Linked DNA regions of Mus musculus: region 2 is linked to region 1. A link is a contact called in public Hi-C data. All regions are on one chromosome and are shown on one strand. Each heading gives the region's core, a stretch centred on a gene start, on an enhancer-like site or on the middle of the called end of the contact. The rest is flanking DNA. Distances are from core to core; before and after follow the strand shown.

Region 1 (3,864 bases), core at 626-3,125:
GCTGTCAGCCTCCATTGTGCCCTGAAGCAGTTATTTCCACAGGTTAATGACATAGTATATGAAGGACCATTTTCTTTTTATTCTTGATGAGTCTGCCTTTTAATTTCATTAGGATACCATTTTGTCTTACATAACGATGTGGTATAGGCTTGAATTGACTGTCCAAAGATTGATAAAAATCAATGTGTTAGCTGTGCTTTGGCTTTGAACTATGCTTCAACGTTATAGATGGAATTTGCTGTTTTCTTTTTAAAAGGGTGGTCATAAAGAATATTTGATTATTTTGGTAAGGACAGGCTTCCACTAAGAGACGGTATGTTACAGAATGACTTTTACGACCTAATGTTATTTAGATAGAACGGTGGGGAGAGGGTGGTGGTGGTGGTGGAGGGGAGACAAACCAGCAAGACTTCAAAAGGGGGAGGAAATTTAGAAAATAAGGAATTCTGATAAGACGAAGCCTCTCATTGTTACCTGGTTGAGTGAGACTATGTCCTTACCTGCTAGGGAACCCGGGGCAAGCCAGTTCACTTTAGAGGCTGGCCCAGAAGTCTGGCAAGTGGATTTATTAATCATTTCAGGAAAATGAAGAGCGCCTTTCAAGACAACATCCTCTTCTTGGCTTTACAGAATCTTTTTAGGTTTTACTGTTAATAAGATTAAATAGGAGATGAGCAGTAAAGATATTGAAGCCGAGTTTATTATGAGAAAAAGCACACACGAAGTATGGGCTCCCCACCACTTAACTCTGCGCTCTGTGTACACATCTCTCCATTCAGATTTTTTTTTTTTATTACTGTTTGCTTAGGGGGGAAAGTCTCCACTGAAAGAATGTGGCAGGAGCACATTAGCAGGCCTTCCAGGGCTCTTTCTGTTCGTCGGGCCCATGGATGGCGCCCAACTTTGTAGTTCCTTGCTAGTTGCAGCTGGAGGCTGCTGCTGGCCGAAACCCAATCTCTTTGCAATAAAGGAGCCATTTGACCGCACTGTATTTACTGGGGCCTTTTCTGAACCAATCAGGGGCCGCCCTTGGCACAAGGGATGAGGAGAAGTTTATAATAGGATCACTTTTGTTTGCAATTTGTTTCTAATAGATGCCAATAAGCCAGTTAACTAGGCTCCAGTTAATGGACATTTTATCGTTTTCTCCCTCCAACCCCCCCCCACCCCAGCCATACACATGACCTTTCCTTAGAAGCCCTGAGATGCTCCCTGGTAGCCTGAGGGCTCTCTCTGCTCTAGAGAACTTGCTCACCAGCCCTGTGTGGCCCAGCAGGCCCCAGTTCTTTGATCATCCTGTCAGTGGGAAATTTACAGAACATTCGGGCTTTGGTTCCATGTGTATTTCTCCAAATATAATATCTCCCTCAAGAAATCAATGATAAGCTGTTAAACTAAAGAGCATGGTAACATCCACAGCGCAGTAAATTAATGGTCTTTTGTGGATAGATGGTTACAGATCTCATCATAAAAAATGGATAAAAGATTACATATCACACAGAGCGAAACTTTTAATAACTCAACATGACTTTTCTTAATGGGTTTTATTCATTTTAATCATTATAGTGTCAATGATGATTATAGCCTTATTAGATTGTAGTGATTGAGGGGCCTGTTTATGAGATATTGAAAAGCTCAGGCAGCTCAGAATAGCCTGGCGGCCTGTGTGGGTTTGATGTGTGACTTTATCTGAAGGAGTGGGGCTTGTCAAGAGAGTTTCAATTAATACTTTTACTAAATTGCTCCTGTCTTTGGTGACCTAGGTCACAGAGGACTTAAAGATTCCACAACATCAGCTTTTCAAAACAGTTGGGCTGCAGCCGTGTAAATCAAAGGAGGTTGTGAGTGAGCGAGCGAGCGTTAGTGTTTGAATAAGGGCCAGCCAGGCAGGGCCAGGGCAGCTGCAAAGTCCTTCCTCTTCACTCCGCCTCCGTGGAGCGGCTCCAGGAAGGAGTTATTTTAACAGCCTTTTAATAACTGGATTAAGAGTTGGACACAAGGATCTGGAAGAATCTGGATGGTTCTGGTCCCCTCACCCCTGTCTGGACACATACAAAGCCAAGACTCTGAAAGTAATTAATAAGACGCTGTTCCAGAGAAAGGCCCCAAGCAGGGTCATCTGGAAAAAATTATTAAAATAAAGGTGTCAGTGATGTTCCCAAGATGAAAAATGTCCTAACAATAAATAATTCCTCCCAATGTCTTCAGCGGGGCTAAGGCGGGAATACCACCTAGCTGATGGCCTCTTGATTTAATATTGATTCTTCAGGATGTCTATTTCCATTATATGCAGTTCTGTCACCTAAAATCATTCCAGATGTTCCTCTGCGAGGGAGCTCATCTGTCACAGGGCTCTGAGAGCACAGTGTCACTGAGCCTTGAGTGAACTGGGCAGGGCTTCACTTGGGCTTCTGATTTGGACCGTCTTAGTTTCCACTCCTTCATCACTAGAAACAGAGGCAACGGTAACAGTTTTGCCCATTTTCCACCTAAGATGATGATGGCGATTTGATTCTTTTTAATAGAAGTTCTCACTCCATTGGCCTTGAACTTGATCCCTCTGTCTCAGCCTCCAGTGCACTGGGATTACAAGAGAGCACCTAGTGGATTACTAAGAGCTTCAGAGAAGCCGAGGGCTGGTTTGGGGAGAAGGCTTAGTCGTTAAGGGACTTGCCGCCCAAGTCTGACCTCCTGAGTTTGGCTGCATAAAAGTACATAGTAACTGTCATCTGTAATGCCTCTAACTGGACACAGGAGACACAGGCAGGACAATCACCAGCAACTTTTGAGCTAACTAATCTGGTATCTATAGCAGTGAGCCACAGAGAAACAATGTCTCAAACAAGGTAAATTTCAAGGACTGACATTCAAGGTTGTTCCCTGAGCTTCATATGTGTGTTATGGTATGCACGTACCCCCGACCTCCCCACAACACACATACTATGATATTTTTTTAAGGGCTCTGGCTAAGTGGTGGAACATTTGCATAGCCTGTTTATAGCCCTAGGTTTGATTCTCAGCACCGCAAAAGTGAAAAATAAAATGAACAAATGACTTCACATTTATTTCAAAGAATTCTGTTTTCAAATCAGTCTTTACATCTCCACTAAAATCAAAGGGCCAGATGATATGGCTCTTAAAAACAAATTATTACATTATTTTTTCAATATGAGTGTGTATGTATGTGTGTAAGAATGTGTGTGTGAGTGTATGTGTGCACATGTGTAGAGGCCAGAGGACAATTCTCAGGACTGACTTTCCTCCCTTACCAGGTGGGTTCTGGTGTTTGAACTCAGACTATGAGGCTTGGTGTGAACATCTTCTGAGCCATCTTGCTGGACCAACACGGCTTTTAATGGGGTTCAAGAGTGCATAGAAAACACCCAGTGAGTTTATGATTGGGGAAAATCAAGTTTGAGGTGAGTGTAAATGACTTCACCCCAAAAGAACCAAGTCCAACCAAGAACGGTTTTTCCTTTCTGCAGGCAAGAGACTTGGATATTAGGGCTACAAGGACTTGTGCTGGACAGTAGAAATGGTTTAGGATTAATTATTAAGATTAATCATTGAAATCAACTTAGTTAATTAATTTTTGAGACAGAGCCTTACTATTTTAGCCCTGGCTGGCCCGGAACTTGCTTTGTATACCTGACAGACCTCTGACTCACAGAGAACTGCCCGCCTCTGTCTCTCAGGCACAGGGATCAAAGGTGTGCGCCACCACTGGTGCCTGATGTAGTTTAAATGCAAGGATGTTTGAGTCTCTTGTGTCCATTTGTCAGAGGTGCAGCGCTCCGCAGGTCAGCTGCAGTTCATGGTAAGCTTAGCAGAGACAGAGGGGTATTGAAGAGAGGTGCAAGAAGC
Region 2 (3,864 bases), core at 757-3,256, 380 kb after region 1:
TGAGAGACAGAGAGGGAATGGATGCAGATGTGAGGGGAGCTGGGGAGAAGCTGGGAGGAGCAGAGGGCAGGGAAACTCTAGTCAGGATATTATGTGGGAAAAAACTTATTTTCAATAAAAGGGGAAAAAGAAATTTCCTATTTGTAATTCCTTCATATTCTTAAGTTTATGATTTTCATTTTTAAAAGAGCATATACACCTGGAGAAGACTGTCTCTGTGGGATTTTGCTATCCTCAGTGTAGGGAGACGCGCCAGCTTCCAACTTCTGTGGCAAGCTCATCTCGGCAGCTCAGGTCCAACCTGCCTCTGCCATCTCAACTTCTGCTTTTTTTTTTTTCCATTTTTTATTAGGTATTTAGCTCATTTACATTTCCAATGCTATACCAAAAATCCCCCATATCCACCCACCCCCACTCCCCTGCCCACCCACTCCCCCTTTTTGGCCCTGGTGTTCCCCTGTACTGGGGCATATAAAGTTTGCAAGTCCAATGGGCCTCTCTTTCCAGTGATGGCCGACTAGGCCATCTTTTGATATATATGCAGCTAGAGTCAAGAGCTCCGGGGTACTGGTTAGTTCATAATGTTGTTCCACCTATAGGGTTGCAGATCCCTTTAGCTCCTTGGCTACTTTCTCTAGCTCCTCCATTGGGAGCCCTATGATCCATTCATTAGCTGACTGTGAGCATCCACTTCTGTGTTTGCTAGGCCCCGGTATAGTCTCACTCAACTTCTGCTTTTGCACAGTAACTATTTGGCACATTTTGTTAGGATTTAAGAAAATAATTTTCTTTACTACATAATATAATATGTTCTAAATTATATACACAGCTTTTCTACAAACCAAGTGGCTTTCATTTATTCTTTGCATGGCAGCAAAGTGCTGTTCATGGCTTTTCAGTGCTTGGTCAACACTAATGTCACTGGGATGGACCGTACAGAGAGATGTCCAGCACGACAAAGGTCAAGTTTTGTGAACTCTTAGTAACGTCCTAGGGGATGGGGTGCCTACTCTGCATGCGGGGTCACAATCATGTCTTAAAATGTCATCCCAAATTGCCTGCCTATTCTCAATCTCATAACAGCCAGGGTACAGTGACCTGCCAGAAAATAACAGTTCTACCTCGGGGAAGAGATCCAAAGACGTGCAGGAATGTGTCAGGGGCTCAGAATCCTGTTCGGCTGCTTTCAGGTTAAACATCCTGATGACAACCTCCTCGTCCTCCTCTCCCTCCTCCTCCTTTTGGAGCTCGGTACCTCCCTTTGTAATATGGGTGGCCTTGTCAGGCGATGCCCCTGCCTGGGCCTCCTGAGTGTCCAGAAGGACAGGCACGGAACCACCGGAGCCAGCTCTGATGAAAACCTTAACTCAGCAGCTTACGTTGGTGTGTGGATGGCTGGCTCTGTGAGAAGCAGGGTCTTCAGTATTTGCCAGGAGGAAAGAAAGCGGCTTTTTCTTTGAAAATCTGGGGGATGTTGAAATATGTTTCTATGTTAAAACTATATAAATCCACCCAACTGAAGCTGTGAGGTGCTGTCATAGTGGGCTGACAGCAGCAGGGAAAGGCTCTCCGGTGCATTCAACGGTGTTTCAGTTTCCTGGAGCCCCTAGACATTCAGAGTGTGCCTGCCTGCCTGCCTTTTTCCTTTACTTCCTTTAAAATAACACTTAGAAACGATGCTACAAAGACAGAAACCATAGTACAGCACAGCACTTGCACGTCAAAACTCCCCAACAACTTGAGTTTCTTGTGACTTTATGTGGTTGACTTTATGTGACTCTTCATAGCAAACGGAGCCAGAACTCGCTCAGCAGAGCGGAGTATGAACTATACCTTTGATCAGATAAGATCTCCCCAAGGCCTGGACAGAAATTAATGCCAGTCCTCATTTTTCTAAGAGGGACAGTGTAGGTTTGTTTGCAAGGTGCTAAGACGGTACAACCAGACACCATTCGGTCCTGGCGCTCAACAGTTTCCCGCAGCTTAAGCTTCCCCCTTCCTGGCAATTACCACTTCCTTTTTAGTGCATTTCCAAGAATCGTGAGCAAATTTCCGGGCAGGAGCAGGGAGGCTCTGTACCCTGTTGTCTTTTCAGCAAAGGCAAATTAGCTAAGTCACCCCACCCCCCCACGTGCAGATCCTCTCTTTAATGCTGTCCAGCTGGGTGTGCCTGGGGATCATTTTATTGTTAAAACTAGAGCCACATGGAAAAGACATTAAAATGAGTTCGCTGCTGCGATACCCACAAAGATGAAAGGCCTTCTCTGATTTTAATGTGCCACGTTTTAGACAGTGGATTGGGATGAGGGGGAGAAGAAAAGGGTTCTTTGGAGACCTACCCATTTGGCAGGTCTGCAAATCCATCAGAGTGGACTATCCATCTATCCCCTCCTCCATGGAGGTGTGTGAAGCACTGAGTCAGCTGGTTTCCTCCCATTCCCATAGCATCCTCACCAGTTCCTAAGTGGGCCATGGGCTACCTTAGCCCCCGTAGAGCAGGCTGTTCTTGCTGCCAGAAGAAACTTCCTGGCGAGTGCACATGGAGGGCCGCTGGCTCATGTGAGCTATGGACCTTGGTTTAGAAAGAGGGAATTCACTTTGGATGCAGGGGTCTGGGCTGCAGAGTCCAATGTGTGAGCCTCATCTTGTCATCTTTCTGGCCTGTCTGGGATGTGGCTTCTGCTGGGACAAAGAAAAGCAACCAGGATTGAGGGCAAAAGCCTTGACTGTTTCCAGCACCAGGCAACATGGCTGTAAAGCCTGTCAGGACTTCCTAGTTGGAATTCCTAACAGTGGACATTTTGGTTTTTATTGGTTTTGATTAAACAATAACAGCTAATAGTGGAGATGGAATTTAGCTTTATAACTAAACATAAAGTGTTAAGTATGGAAGCATTGCATGAATATTAACAAACATGGAAAAGTGGTGTTAAAATGGTTGTACTTGAAACAGTTTTATCACAAGTCAAATTATCAACATTTTTCATTACTCTGAGATTAACCTGTGCGACCAGAGCCATCACACCAAGTTCACTTTGAGGATTCTCTGGACACAGGTTGAAATAGATAGTTTTTCTTTCTTGTAAATTTCTCAATATAACGAAGTATTCTTTTTGACACAGGACACAAAATATTTTAAATATTGCAAAATCTAGGCACTTAAACACTTTCAGCCACTCATGGATTTTCTGTAAGATAGTTCCGTAAGGCGGTTTGGCAGCTCTCTCCACCCCTCACCTTTTCTCCGCAGTCTCTCACTTGAGAGGGGATTGCTTTCTTTGTTCATGCTACTCGTTTAGTAATGTTCCTAAGTGAGGAACACTAAGGATCCTGCTTACTGTCCTTCAGTGGGAAGCAAATGCCAGAGAGCCTGACAGCCCCTCTGCTGCTTGTACTGACTTCCTTTGTTCTCACGTGGGCTGTCCGTAGCAGGGAAATGGTACCTGCAGCTTCAGGAAGCCCAGGAAGCAGGATAACACTCACTAATGGTGGGATGCACCTTGGCAAATGCATAATTTGTATAATCAACAGCCCAGAAAAAGTGTAGAATATATCCAACACCCCAGAAGATTCTTGTGTATGGGCCCTGGCTCTGGCTGAACTAGCCTGATTTCTACAGCAGAGAGGTTTGAAGGTCCTTGAAGTCCTCTGTTCTTTATGTCTTCTTTCCCTCTGTGTAGCATGTTTCTGAGACTCAAGCCTGTCTTTGATACACCAGTAGTTCTGTTCCTTACTGCTGTAAGATAGTATGTCACTGTCTGGCTGTACATTTGGCCAAGGGTCTTTTGGGGCTACTAAGAACACAGCTACTCTGTACTTTCTAGTACCTGGCTCTTGTGGCCAGATGCTCTCATCCCACTGGAT

Evidence for each region. A called contact is a pair of places that touch in the nucleus more often than the background predicts.
Region 2: a Hi-C map of uterus shows a contact between it and region 1, with 5 times the contacts expected there. The contact joins two enhancer-like sites. A contact is called at or near these places in 1 of 484 Hi-C or Micro-C datasets (uterus) and 1 of 9 other capture datasets (embryonic stem cells).

What each region holds. Positions count from the first base shown.
Region 1 is chr6:52,416,741-52,420,604 of GRCm38.p6, forward strand. No RefSeq gene overlaps it. Among named protein-coding and RNA genes, the nearest start is that of 1700094M24Rik, 74 kb to the right of the region's middle. Within about 2 kb of position 1,876, at least 37 of the 459 cell types and tissues checked have an H3K27ac peak or open chromatin away from gene starts, as enhancers often do. A contact at or near this core is called in uterus, where this site is marked.
Region 2 is chr6:52,800,320-52,804,183 of GRCm38.p6, forward strand. The region is part of intron 3 of Jazf1 (JAZF zinc finger 1); the gene reads right to left. Among named protein-coding and RNA genes, the nearest start is that of Gm52904, 3.4 kb to the left of the region's middle. Within about 2 kb of position 2,007, at least 63 of the 459 cell types and tissues checked have an H3K27ac peak or open chromatin away from gene starts, as enhancers often do. A contact at or near this core is called in uterus, where this site is marked.